Regions from separate parts of the Gossypium hirsutum genome. Here all the other regions are linked to region 2. The links are chromatin contacts, called in public Hi-C maps. All regions are on one chromosome and are shown on one strand. The core of a region is the stretch at or near the end of the contact, and the rest is flanking DNA. Distances in the headings are between cores, read along the strand shown.

Region 1 (2,700 bases), core at 191-2,690, 370 kb before region 2:
AGATTTATAATAAATTAATGAAATTTATACTTTATTATTCTATTCAATTGTTATATAAATTTCATATAAATTGATTCAAAAAAATATAAATTTTATAATTTCATTTTAACTCTTAACTAAGAGAATAAACGCGTTTAAATTTACGTCTTTTTGCACAAACAATAATAGTGATAAGAATCAAGTTAACACTCAGTTGACCATATAAATATAATTTTAGTATTAATTTATTCTTTCTATTCGTATATAAACAGGGTGATTGAAATTTTATAGATTTGCTTGTTGCATACTGGTGAACAACGGGAAAGACGTGGGAGCAGTTTCAGAATTGGATTAAATATAGAAATTTACTTGAAGAATCCTAAAAATGATGACAAGGACAAATAGTAAGCGCAAAAGCTGGTGGTAGGAATCTATGCCAAGGTAAATATACGAATAAATCAGTTCCCTTTGCCCTCTAGGGTTCGAATATAGTTTTTTTATTTTTATGTTTTGGGTAAATTTTATAGTTTATGTTTAAGATTCGTGTTTGCTTATTTTAATAATATTGTTTTTAATATTTAAACATGTTTTCTTTCTTAAGAGTGTAATGTATCTTACCATTACATTTAACAATTATTGGTAAATTTATCTAAAGAAATAATTATTAGGTACATGCTTTATTTTTATTTTTAGGTATAATTACAGATGGTTCTTCTCAGTTTTATGGCCTAAAATTAATTTTAATATATTTAAATAAAGTATTTTTAACTATATCTATTTCTTGATTTAAACTTAATTCAAATATTTAGAGAAGAAATCCGTCATTTTTTCCATCCACTTGTTGGTGTTTACATGCTTTATTTAACCAATATGACGAGATAATCTCATATATACATATATATATATATGATATTTTCTTGATGTGCTCAGCCATTTGATTAATGTCTTTTAATGGCTGAAACAAGTAATGTGTTGATCATATTGGTCTCCACAGATGATAACCCAATAAAACAGCGTACCAAGCTGAAGAGCAGTTTTTAAATTTAAAATTGAAAATTTGTTTTTGGTCTAATTAAATAAAAAATAGTGATGATGAAGATTCTGAATCAAATCATTTTAGAAACAAATGAAGAAGCAGAGCAGCCAGCACATGCTCAAAATCATTAGTGAGATGGCAAGATTCAGATGCACACGCAGAAAGAATCTGCAGTTTTATTCATTAAACCGTGTCATATACATTCACCCTCCATCATTAACAAGTTGAATAGCAGTTTCGGCATGATTTAAGGAAGGATCACCAGTTTTCTCTGGTGCCACGATGGAGCTTTTAGAGCCCACAACACTACAGATACAGTAAAGTTGAGAGCTTGAACTGTGGTTTCCATGAGTTGTATGGATTTAGGAGGACCCACTCTTTATCCTGGCCTGGCTTCTACTAAAAAGGCCTAGCAAGATTATATCAATTGGATCCTTGGTTGGCAGGTTGTTGCCTTCAGCTCCAATGGTATTTTGGACTGTGGACTATGCTATACAATGGGCTAAATTCAATTTCATTCTCAGCCAATACCAGTAAATATCTAGTTCTCTCAAAATAAATTGTTTTTAAAGCATTTAAAAGTTAGCAAAAAAGGACATTTCAAGATGGTGTTAACTATTTTTTTCATAAATTGTAAGGTATACAATTTAGTCCCTCTCAAAATAAATGAGGTAGTTGTGTCCTTATATTATTCAAAACTAAACAAATACAGGTAGTTGAGCACAATGCCAATTATTTCTGTTATTAAAACCTAGATAAAAGTAGTTGTATTAAGAGTTAGATTGTATTTTGTTCCCTCTAATAAAAAAATGGGCAAATTAATTATTATACATTAGATCAAAGAGCAAAGTAATCATTTCTGTTAAGATTTCATCTCTTTCTATTGTTAAAAATTGGAGTGACTGACAAAATTACTAGACAATGACACGTGGTATGCCATATGTATCTTAAGCTGACGTACAAGAATCAATTTTTAACCATAGAAATGAATGAAAGTTATAACAAAATGATCAATTTCTCTTTGATCTAATGTCCAAGAACTAATTTGTCCACTTTTAATACATGGACCAAAATATAATCTAATTCCTAATACATAGGCTTTTATGTTACTTTTACCTCAAACATGATTTGACAAAAAATTATCACCCAACTAATTACGTTTGTTTTATTTTTGTTCAATTTTATTAGTTGTTGTTAACTTTATGACGGAAAGATAATATGACAATTTTAAAATTGACATGATAATAAATTTAACAATTACTATTTAAACATTGTATAAATTTAATCATAATTCTTAAAAAAATTTATACTCTATATTTATAGAAACCCAAAATATGCCTAAATCTAATAATGTTGAGAAAGCCACAACAATTGGGTTATGATGACCCTGTAAGTGTTTATTGCAATCCATGAATTTGTTAACAATCATATTGTTCATCGTAGGCAAAATTTTGTTCATCAGACTAAGACACTCTTCCATTGCTTGTGCTTCTTTAATTTGACTAAACTCATAATTGCAATTACTGCCCCTCTAAAACACATAAAAATTTGATTTTGAATAGTAAAATTTGATAAATTAGTTGCTTTTCAAACTAAAATTTAATTTTGAACTAAAATTTTAATTCTAATTTTGTGACACCCCAAACTCGACCTAGATGTTATAGTCAGATTATGGAGGTCACATC
Region 2 (2,700 bases), core at 80-2,579:
ATGAAAAAAAAGAGTGTACCACTTATAGTATATGTAATCTATGTATCTTGTTATATTATATATGATTTGTTAAAATAAATTTATAAATTTATTTTAAAAGTAATTAATTAAATATGTAAGTCTATTAAAAAATAATTTTAATTAATTAAATCCGTCACAAGTCTGTTACAAAATTTGTCATTATGTATAATAATTTCTGTTACAATGGGTTGTTGAGAGATAATCCCAAAATATTATGACCGTAATTGTGACAGAATATGATTCCTGTCACATTTTTTGTTAGAAATCCGTCGTTCTGAGTGGTTGCTTTTTACATGTGATTTTTGTTACTAATCCGTCACTAGTCAATCACTGATATGCTACAATAGTGATGAAAGGATTTATAAAGAGTTAACTTCTCGGTTGCCTCTTATACGAGAATTGATAACCGTAACAGTATAAGTTCCATGCCATGATACTAAAAATGAATGGATCTTGCATTGTCTGTATTCTTGAGTTAATCCTGTGGTGTAAGCCATTATAAACACCTCTAACTTGTAAGATTTTTTTTTGAATGAAAGCCATATTAATAAAATTTTATGATTAAAAAAATTAATAATAATTTATTTGACACTCTAATTTTATAGAAAAAAGTTTTTGATCTATTTTTTCATTATTTTTAGTTTTAAACTTGCGTTATTTGTCAAATTATCCTAAAATAGATGAAAATATTAGTATTTGCTAGCTTTGCTAATATGACATATACGTGGTTTATTATGTGGATGTCACATTATTAATTAATTAATCATTTAAAAATTTTAAAAAATAAAAATCATTTTAGAAAATTAAAATTATTAAAAAATTTAATTAATTGTTAATATAACATACATGTAACAATTCACGTACATGTCATGTAAGCAAAATTAACAAACACTAATATTTTTAGCTATTTTGGATAATTTGATAAATAATGTAAGTTTAATGGTTAAAGTAATATTTTTTTTAGACTTAGAAAAAAAAGTCAAACTATCACACTCCAATTATGGTTGATAGGGGTGAAAAACTTTTTTTTAAAAATATAGAAATTAAATTTGATCATTAATAAATTTACTAAAATTAAATTAATAAATCTACACATAAATAATTGGGCCTATACCTGGGGAATTTATAAAAATTGGGCCTTAACAACTATAGAAATTGCATAGGGTCGGATCCAAAGCTCGCTCACATCTGACATGGCAGGTTTCACTTAATAACAATCAGCTTCATTTCAACGCGCTGGTATGATTGATTGAAAGAAACTCGCTTTGATCAATGAGTCAAAAAGATACGTGTGACGCAACCGCATCCAACTCGGATAAGATAACAACCCAATCCAAACAACAGGTTTCTAAGAAAAATAAAAACAAAAACTCTCTTCCGCTTCAGAAGGTTCAAAATATGGGTCCGAATTAACATTGTCGATGAGTCTAAAGCATATCAAAGCCAGCAACAGCGATGTCAAAACTGAGGCGACCGCATTTTCTCAATGTCTTCTCCTCTACTTCAAGTGCTAACAGCCTGGTATTTTATCCCCTTCTTTTTTTCCTATTCAAATTAGGGTTTAGTGTAAATATTGTTATGAATTCCATTTTAGATTAGTTAGTTTTATTTACCTTCGAGTGATGGGTGATATTTTAACAGAGAATTCCAGTGGGATTTAATAGAAACTTGGAGGGAAGAGTTTCTGCGTCAGTTTTGTTAAAAGGACCAAGTGGGTATAGTTGGAATGTTAGATTAGTTCAAAGAAATGATGACTTATTATTTGATGAAGGATGGGCTGATTTCGTCGCAGACCATAGCCTAGAATGTGGTGATTTTTTGGTTTTTAGGTATGATGGTGACTTGGTTTTCGATGTCAAAGTGTTTGATCAAAGCAGTTGCGAGAAAGAAGTTGCTTTTCATTGTAAATGCAGTCAAGCTGGTAGCGTGTTTAATGGAATTTTGGGGCAGAAGAGATATAGGGAGGAGGAGGATGTTTCATTGGATCAAGATTGTGAAGAGTTGTTAAAGAGAATCAGACAGAGTTCTTCGGAGTCCGTTCGTGATGAAGAACATTGTGGGCGTGAGCTGATTCTTGCTACCACAAGTTGTCAAGGATTAACTTCCTGTGATGAAAATCATGGTAAAGAAATCAACCTCTCCCATTTGAGATTTGTATATGAATTGTTGTTTTATCATTGATTTGACAGTTTTCTATGATGTAAGAATAAAAACTTGTTTTAATAAACACTAAGTAAGAACTATGGTATCAATGTATGTGTATTCTTGTTTAGTTCTCATTATCTTATGTTAGCGTAGATACCACTTATTTGTGTTAAATTTGCTTTACGTAGAAACTCAATGTGAGAAATTTCATGCCTTTGTAATTGTGCATGCTTGTGGATGTTCATTCCGATTCTTATTGGAACTTCACTGGTTGTTTACATTACATAAATTCCACTTGACAGAGTCTCTGATCTCTTGAAACAGATGGAACCATCCTGAAAATAACTGGCAAAGAAGATGACTTGAACCTTCATGGCAGTGGCTGTATACAGATGATAGGAGAATTTGAAGAGAAGAAAGTGGCTCAGTCTTTTAACTCATGTTTCCCCTTTTTTGTAAGAATTATGAAAAGATTCAATGTCAGTGGCTCTTATACATTGGTAAGATGTTTCCTTCTCACTGTTTCGCCCTGGA
Region 3 (2,700 bases), core at 102-2,601, 460 kb before region 2:
ATTGAAGCAATTAAGTAAGCAAATAAACTAACTTGTATATAAAATTTTAATAAATAAATTATGAGGGGATGAAAGTTAATAACAAATTTGATGACGGTGGGCAAATTTGATTATGGTGGGTGACAATGGTTATAAGGACCCAAAGTCATTTTTTTTAATTTAACTCGAATAAATATATTCGATTTGATTTGATTCAAATTCTATCTCACTCGACTCGATTCGAGAAAATTTCAAATTGAGTTAAGATGATTAAATAAGATTCGTCAGTTCGATTAACTCGAAATTTTTTCATTCGATTTGATCGAGCACTCACCCCTACCTCTCTTCACTTGGCCTCTCTTTGCTTGGACATCCTCCCAAGCCAAGCCAAGCCACTTGATCCCGCTTAAAGGTGGCCTTGTCCACCCACTCCTATGACAAGGCAACCCGCTCGTCAAGTAACCTCATCAGGCACCTGTTTTTTAGGTGTAAACACTTCTCAAGCATGAACACACCTCTAACGACAAGTGTACCCCACCAGAGAGTAACAACAACCTCGTATTGCTTGGGACCTCTATGCCCGCACCCCACGTACACTGTTAGCATGTTTGCCATAACAACCTACCACGTCACACTATAGGACAAAATGACCTCTCCTATATATACCTTCCTAACGAAGAAGAAGAGATTGATCTTTTGAGCCCTTAAGTTACCTTGAGCAATTTCTTCCTGTTCCAGCAATCAACCTATCCTCTTCTCTATTTTTGGCTTTCCACCTCCCTAGGTGAATCAGCTTCCTTAACATCACCGCATACTCCTCTTTATCTTCTCCATATCTCCTCCCTTGTAGATAGTATCAATACAATTTAATCACTTTACTTTCAGTTTCAAAATTTTAGTTTTGATTTAAAAATTAAAGTCCAATTGATAATTTTATTATTTTGAATATTCGTTATTAATTTACTTTAATTTTTAAATCAAATATTTGAATATTAAAATGCTACATATTTGAATTTAATGAAAATTGATTAACAGTGTTATCAACTGGTTTTTAATTTTCAAATCAAACAAGTATGCGGACTAAATTAAATGAAAGGAAAGTGGAGGGATTAAATTCAGAAGTCCCAAGGAATATAGGGATGGAAGGTATAAAGAAAAAGAGAGGTGGGAATGGGACGGGACCAGGAAGGAAACTAGGAAAGAAACAAAAAAGGCCAAAATAATTTATAGGGGGGAATTACCCATGACTTGCACGCCTCAAAAAAAGGCAGAAACAAACGATCTGTGTGTCGCCCTGGTACAACATTGAGGACAGACAATTGCATGATAATGGGTCTGAGTTTTAGAGGGACGGTGAGAAGTGGGGTCCTAAAGATGATGCATACAATATGAAAGCATTAAGCAAGCTTGAATTTCATCACATTTGTCGGTCGGTCCATGGGGGTGGCTGGCAATGGTTGTTCATTTAGATGGTACATAAATAGCAGCAGGACCGGCATCTATTTATTAGAGTTTGACTTTAGAGTTGTAGCTGCTGTATCTGTATAGAGACATCTGTGTGGGCCTAAAAACACTAGAGAATCTACTAGATTAATGGCCACCTAAAAATATATCTGAATAATGCCTAAACACAAGCATAAAGTATTAGGATTTCTGTATGCCTAAACACTGGTTTTGTGTATTTATGTTGAACACTTCATTTTCCTTGCATCTTTAATTGGGCTTTGCTTTTCACATAATATAGACATGGGCCTCAAAAGTTGACTATCCATGAATCATTCCTTTGGATGTAATCCAAGAAACAACATGGAAGCATCAAAAGAGAGGACGGTTATTCAACTCCAAAAGGAAAGAAACAAATTAAAAGATTCCCAAAGATCGAAGCTGTCCTTTGTAAACCATCAAAGCCGTCTGAGCAGTAATTTCACTTTCAAATATTTTTCTCTATCGGTAAATTTTCCTTCTCATTATTTGAATAAAATTAAGTTATAATTTGGTTATTAGACCATTTAAAAGTTTTCACTAGATTATTAAAATTGATGTTATATGGCTTTCTTTGTTCACATGTTTGCACCAATCAAAAGCTCTCTTTTCCCTTCTCCTCTACAATTTAGTTTTTCTTTATGAAACAAATTTGGATGTAATGAATTTGCGAATCAAAATTTAAATAGTTTTTTTTTTTCCAATTTTTTACACTGACCGTTATTGACTTAAATCTAAGATATGTTTTTTTACTCGTCAATGAGTACTAATCCACTATACTGGTCGTTGAATCGTCGTTTGGAGCTCGTTGGTGAAACTTTTTTTTTTTAAATTTAACATCTCAGTGATTTAAATAAAAAAAAATTTTAAATAGTTCGATGTTTTAAATAAAAATTTTTGAATAATGCAATGATCAAAACAAAAACTTACCTATAATTTAATAACTAAAAATTTAGTTTACCTTAGACAATTTTTCACCTTTATTTAAATCAGAAACGAAAAGGGCATTTCTAACATTGATGAAGATTAACCCTATATTATTAATTCAATTAGTTTATATGCTTTTAGAATAAGATATAAAATATTCCATTGAAATCAGGTCATTGTTATAAAATAGTGAGGTGGTTGGCATAAGAACATCTAAAAGCTTTCAAAAATAAGAATCTTTCAGTAAGTATAGAATTCTTTTTCAACTTATGATTCTTTTTTCACCGAATTTAAGAGTAATTATTTCATCAA
Region 4 (2,700 bases), core at 199-2,698, 510 kb before region 2:
TGGTTGCTCTTCAATTGGAAATGGAGCTATGATGGAACTTGGCCCATTTAGAGTAGAAAAAGATGGTAAAACCTTGCATCGAAATGAATACGCATGGAATAAGGGTGGGTTTCTTGCATTACATAACCGCCAAATTATCAGGGGTTTCCTTGAAAATGAATCATTGACTAACATTTTGTGTGTTAATATGCTAACATCATCTTTTTAGAATCGCCTGCCGGTGTCGGATTCTCTTACTCAAATAGAACCTCAGACTATAAGTCAAGTGGAGATTTAAGAACTGCCCAAGATTCCTATACCTTTCTTGTTTACTGGCTCCAAAGATTTCCTGAATACAAAACCAGGGAATTTTTCCTGGCAGGAGAGAGTTATGCAGGCCATTATGTACCCCAGCTTGCTCACACTATACTCCAAAATAATCAACACACCAATCAAACTATAATCAATCTAAAAGGAATTGCAGTAAGTTCCTGTAAGAATGTTCTTATATATTTATGTTGTCATGAAATGAATGTTAACAGGGGGGGTGTTATTGATGTATTAGATAGGTAATGCTTCTATTGATTTTGAAACAATTATGAGAGGAGCAGTGGATTTCTAATGGACGCACGCCCTTACGTCTGATGACATATACACTGGACTTGCATTGAACTGCGATTATTCTACTCTAAATTTATCATCCAAAGTTTGCTTAGGATTTGGGGATAAAGCAAATGATGCTGCTGGTAACATGTATGCCTCTATGCTCCCTTATGCAATTCCTCCTCAACTTCCACTTACCTTATATACCAAGTTGGTGAATAGAATGTTCCTAGTATTTTTTTCCACTTCTGCTTACTGAGAATTAAGAAATAGGTTTCGGCTTTCCATTCCTGCTCGAAAATTTATATTCATTCCATTAACAGTTTTGCCAATCATTAAGGAAGTAATGGACAGTGGAATTCGGGTTTGGATCTACAAGTTAGTCATTTGACTAAGTCCAATTTCATAGCCTTGGATAAAAACATTGATAGCTCATTAAACAAGAATCAAAGTTAAAAACTTTCTAATCAAGTTTAATGGTATTATGTCAGTGGTGACACAGATGGTGCCCTGCCTCTATTATGTAGCAAATATGCCATAAACAAACTGGGGATGCGCATTAAGACTGCCTGGTATCCTTGGTACCTCCATGGGGAGGTAAGAGTTTGAACTGAATTTCACTAATCTAATTATTGCTATTAGAAAATGAATCAAAGGTGTGATCAAGCTAATCATCTAGCTGGTTTTTGTCAAGGTTGGAGGGTATGCTGTTGGATATCAGAACTTAATATTTGTAACAGTAAGAGGAGCTGGACATTCTGTTCCCAGTTACCAGCAAGCCTGGGCCCTGGTGCTCTTCTCGTCCTTCCTAAACGGAAAGCTTCCGCCATCCGCACGAAGGTTCGACCGTTGAGAGAATGATAAATGTATTTTGCTAATTGATATATCATATTAACCGGAAATGTAATGTTAACTTTGTAACAAAGGGTTGAATGTTGAAAACCACACTCACCAAATTTCAACGTGGGTTAATTTTCATTCCCAAACAACAACAGGAATACATATCAAGCTGGCCCCAGGCCCCAGTAGATTTGTTAGCAAGTGCATCAAGCTGTGACTTGGCTACAAAATGGAAAATTATCCTCTGCCAGTATAAATTAGCATCAATATTGGCTTGCATACATACTTAATACTATTAGAAGCTTGCATAAGCTCTTGAGTCCAGAGGCCACCATGAAAGTTACTATTAAATACTTGCTGCTTGTGTTGTCTTGCTACTTTACAACTTTCCTCATTTCATGCAAGGGAAACCAGATTGGCAATCTCAACAGGTTGATCGAATCTCGCAAATCTCCACACCCTGAATCATGGGCTCTACTAAATGATCAAGAAGATAGTCACAACTCTCCAGTGTATGTAGGATCCCAGAAAGGGATGATGCAAAGTGATAAGATCAACGCACTGCCGGGACAACCTGAAGGAGTGGATTTTGACCAATATGCAGGCTATGTAACGGTAGACCCTATAGCTGATCGAGCGTTGTTCTATTATTTTGTGGAGTCACCACAAAATTCTTCCGACAAGCCTCTCGTTTTATGGTTAAATGGAGGTATCAAATTTATCTATACTTCTGAATCAACAGATAGGTATCGAGTTTATTTGCATGGGTATAGAAAATGTCATATTAAATCAAAACTGAATATGCCATAGCAATAACATCTGCCATTTACTGCATCACATGGTCTGCATATGATAAGCTTGAGTATATGCAAAAAAGAGAAGTATTTGCATACTCAATCTTTGGGAAATATGATTGTATAAAGAAGCTTGACGATAGTTTCAGTACAACACCGATGTAGAACTCCCATGTTTAACCTATCCATAGATCAAACCTTGATTAATCATTTCTGTAGAAAAAGCATCCATTTTGAAACAATAATAGTACTAGAAAAGTGTTTTTCCATCTGAAATCAATATCATCCTTCAGCTTTTCACAGAAACAAAGAACTTAGTGTAGGACCATTTCACTGTTGCGAACCAGAGCACTTCAAATTCACGCTGTCCTGCATGTTACAACAGTCCACACGCATGGTAGAAATAAGGGACCTAGAATCTTCAGTTTTCCAACTTGCAAGGACCAGCAAGTTGTGTGATAGGCTGGTTGACTGAGTCCAGCCA

What was found. A called contact is a pair of places that touch in the nucleus more often than the background predicts.
Region 1: a Hi-C map of hypocotyl shows a contact between it and region 2, with 2.7 times the contacts expected there. The contact joins the enhancer-like site here to the promoter of LOC107910729 in region 2. A contact is called at or near these places in 8 of 34 Hi-C or Micro-C datasets (anther, callus, hypocotyl and 2 more).
Region 3: a contact with region 2 is called in a Hi-C map of leaf, with 2.2 times the contacts expected there. The contact joins the enhancer-like site here to the promoter of LOC107910729 in region 2. A contact is called at or near these places in 2 of 34 Hi-C or Micro-C datasets (both in leaf).
Region 4: a Hi-C map of leaf shows a contact between it and region 2, with 2.3 times the contacts expected there. The contact joins the promoter of LOC107910733 here to the promoter of LOC107910729 in region 2. A contact is called at or near these places in 2 of 34 Hi-C or Micro-C datasets (leaf and petal).

Annotation. Positions count from the first base shown.
Region 1 is chrD02:20,151,386-20,154,085 of Gossypium_hirsutum_v2.1, forward strand. No RefSeq gene overlaps it. Among protein-coding and RNA genes, the nearest start is that of LOC107910731, 19 kb to the left of the region's middle. Within about 2 kb of position 1,441, at least 4 of the 9 cell types and tissues checked have an H3K27ac peak or open chromatin away from gene starts, as enhancers often do. A contact at or near this core is called in hypocotyl and leaf, where this site is marked.
Region 2 is chrD02:20,516,548-20,519,247 of Gossypium_hirsutum_v2.1, forward strand. It overlaps LOC107910729 (B3 domain-containing protein Os11g0197600), which reads left to right and starts at 1,330. Exons shown (of 6, transcript XM_016838695.2): 1 at 1,330-1,542; 2 at 1,663-2,143; 3 at 2,491-2,666. The coding sequence starts at 1,477.
Region 3 is chrD02:20,052,405-20,055,104 of Gossypium_hirsutum_v2.1, forward strand. No RefSeq gene overlaps it. Among protein-coding and RNA genes, the nearest start is that of LOC121214878, 19 kb to the right of the region's middle. Within about 2 kb of position 1,352, at least 4 of the 9 cell types and tissues checked have an H3K27ac peak or open chromatin away from gene starts, as enhancers often do. A contact at or near this core is called in leaf, where this site is marked.
Region 4 is chrD02:20,005,349-20,008,048 of Gossypium_hirsutum_v2.1, forward strand. LOC107910733 (serine carboxypeptidase 1) reads left to right here and starts at 1,449. Exons shown (of 8, transcript XM_016838701.2): 1 at 1,449-2,131. The coding sequence starts at 1,756.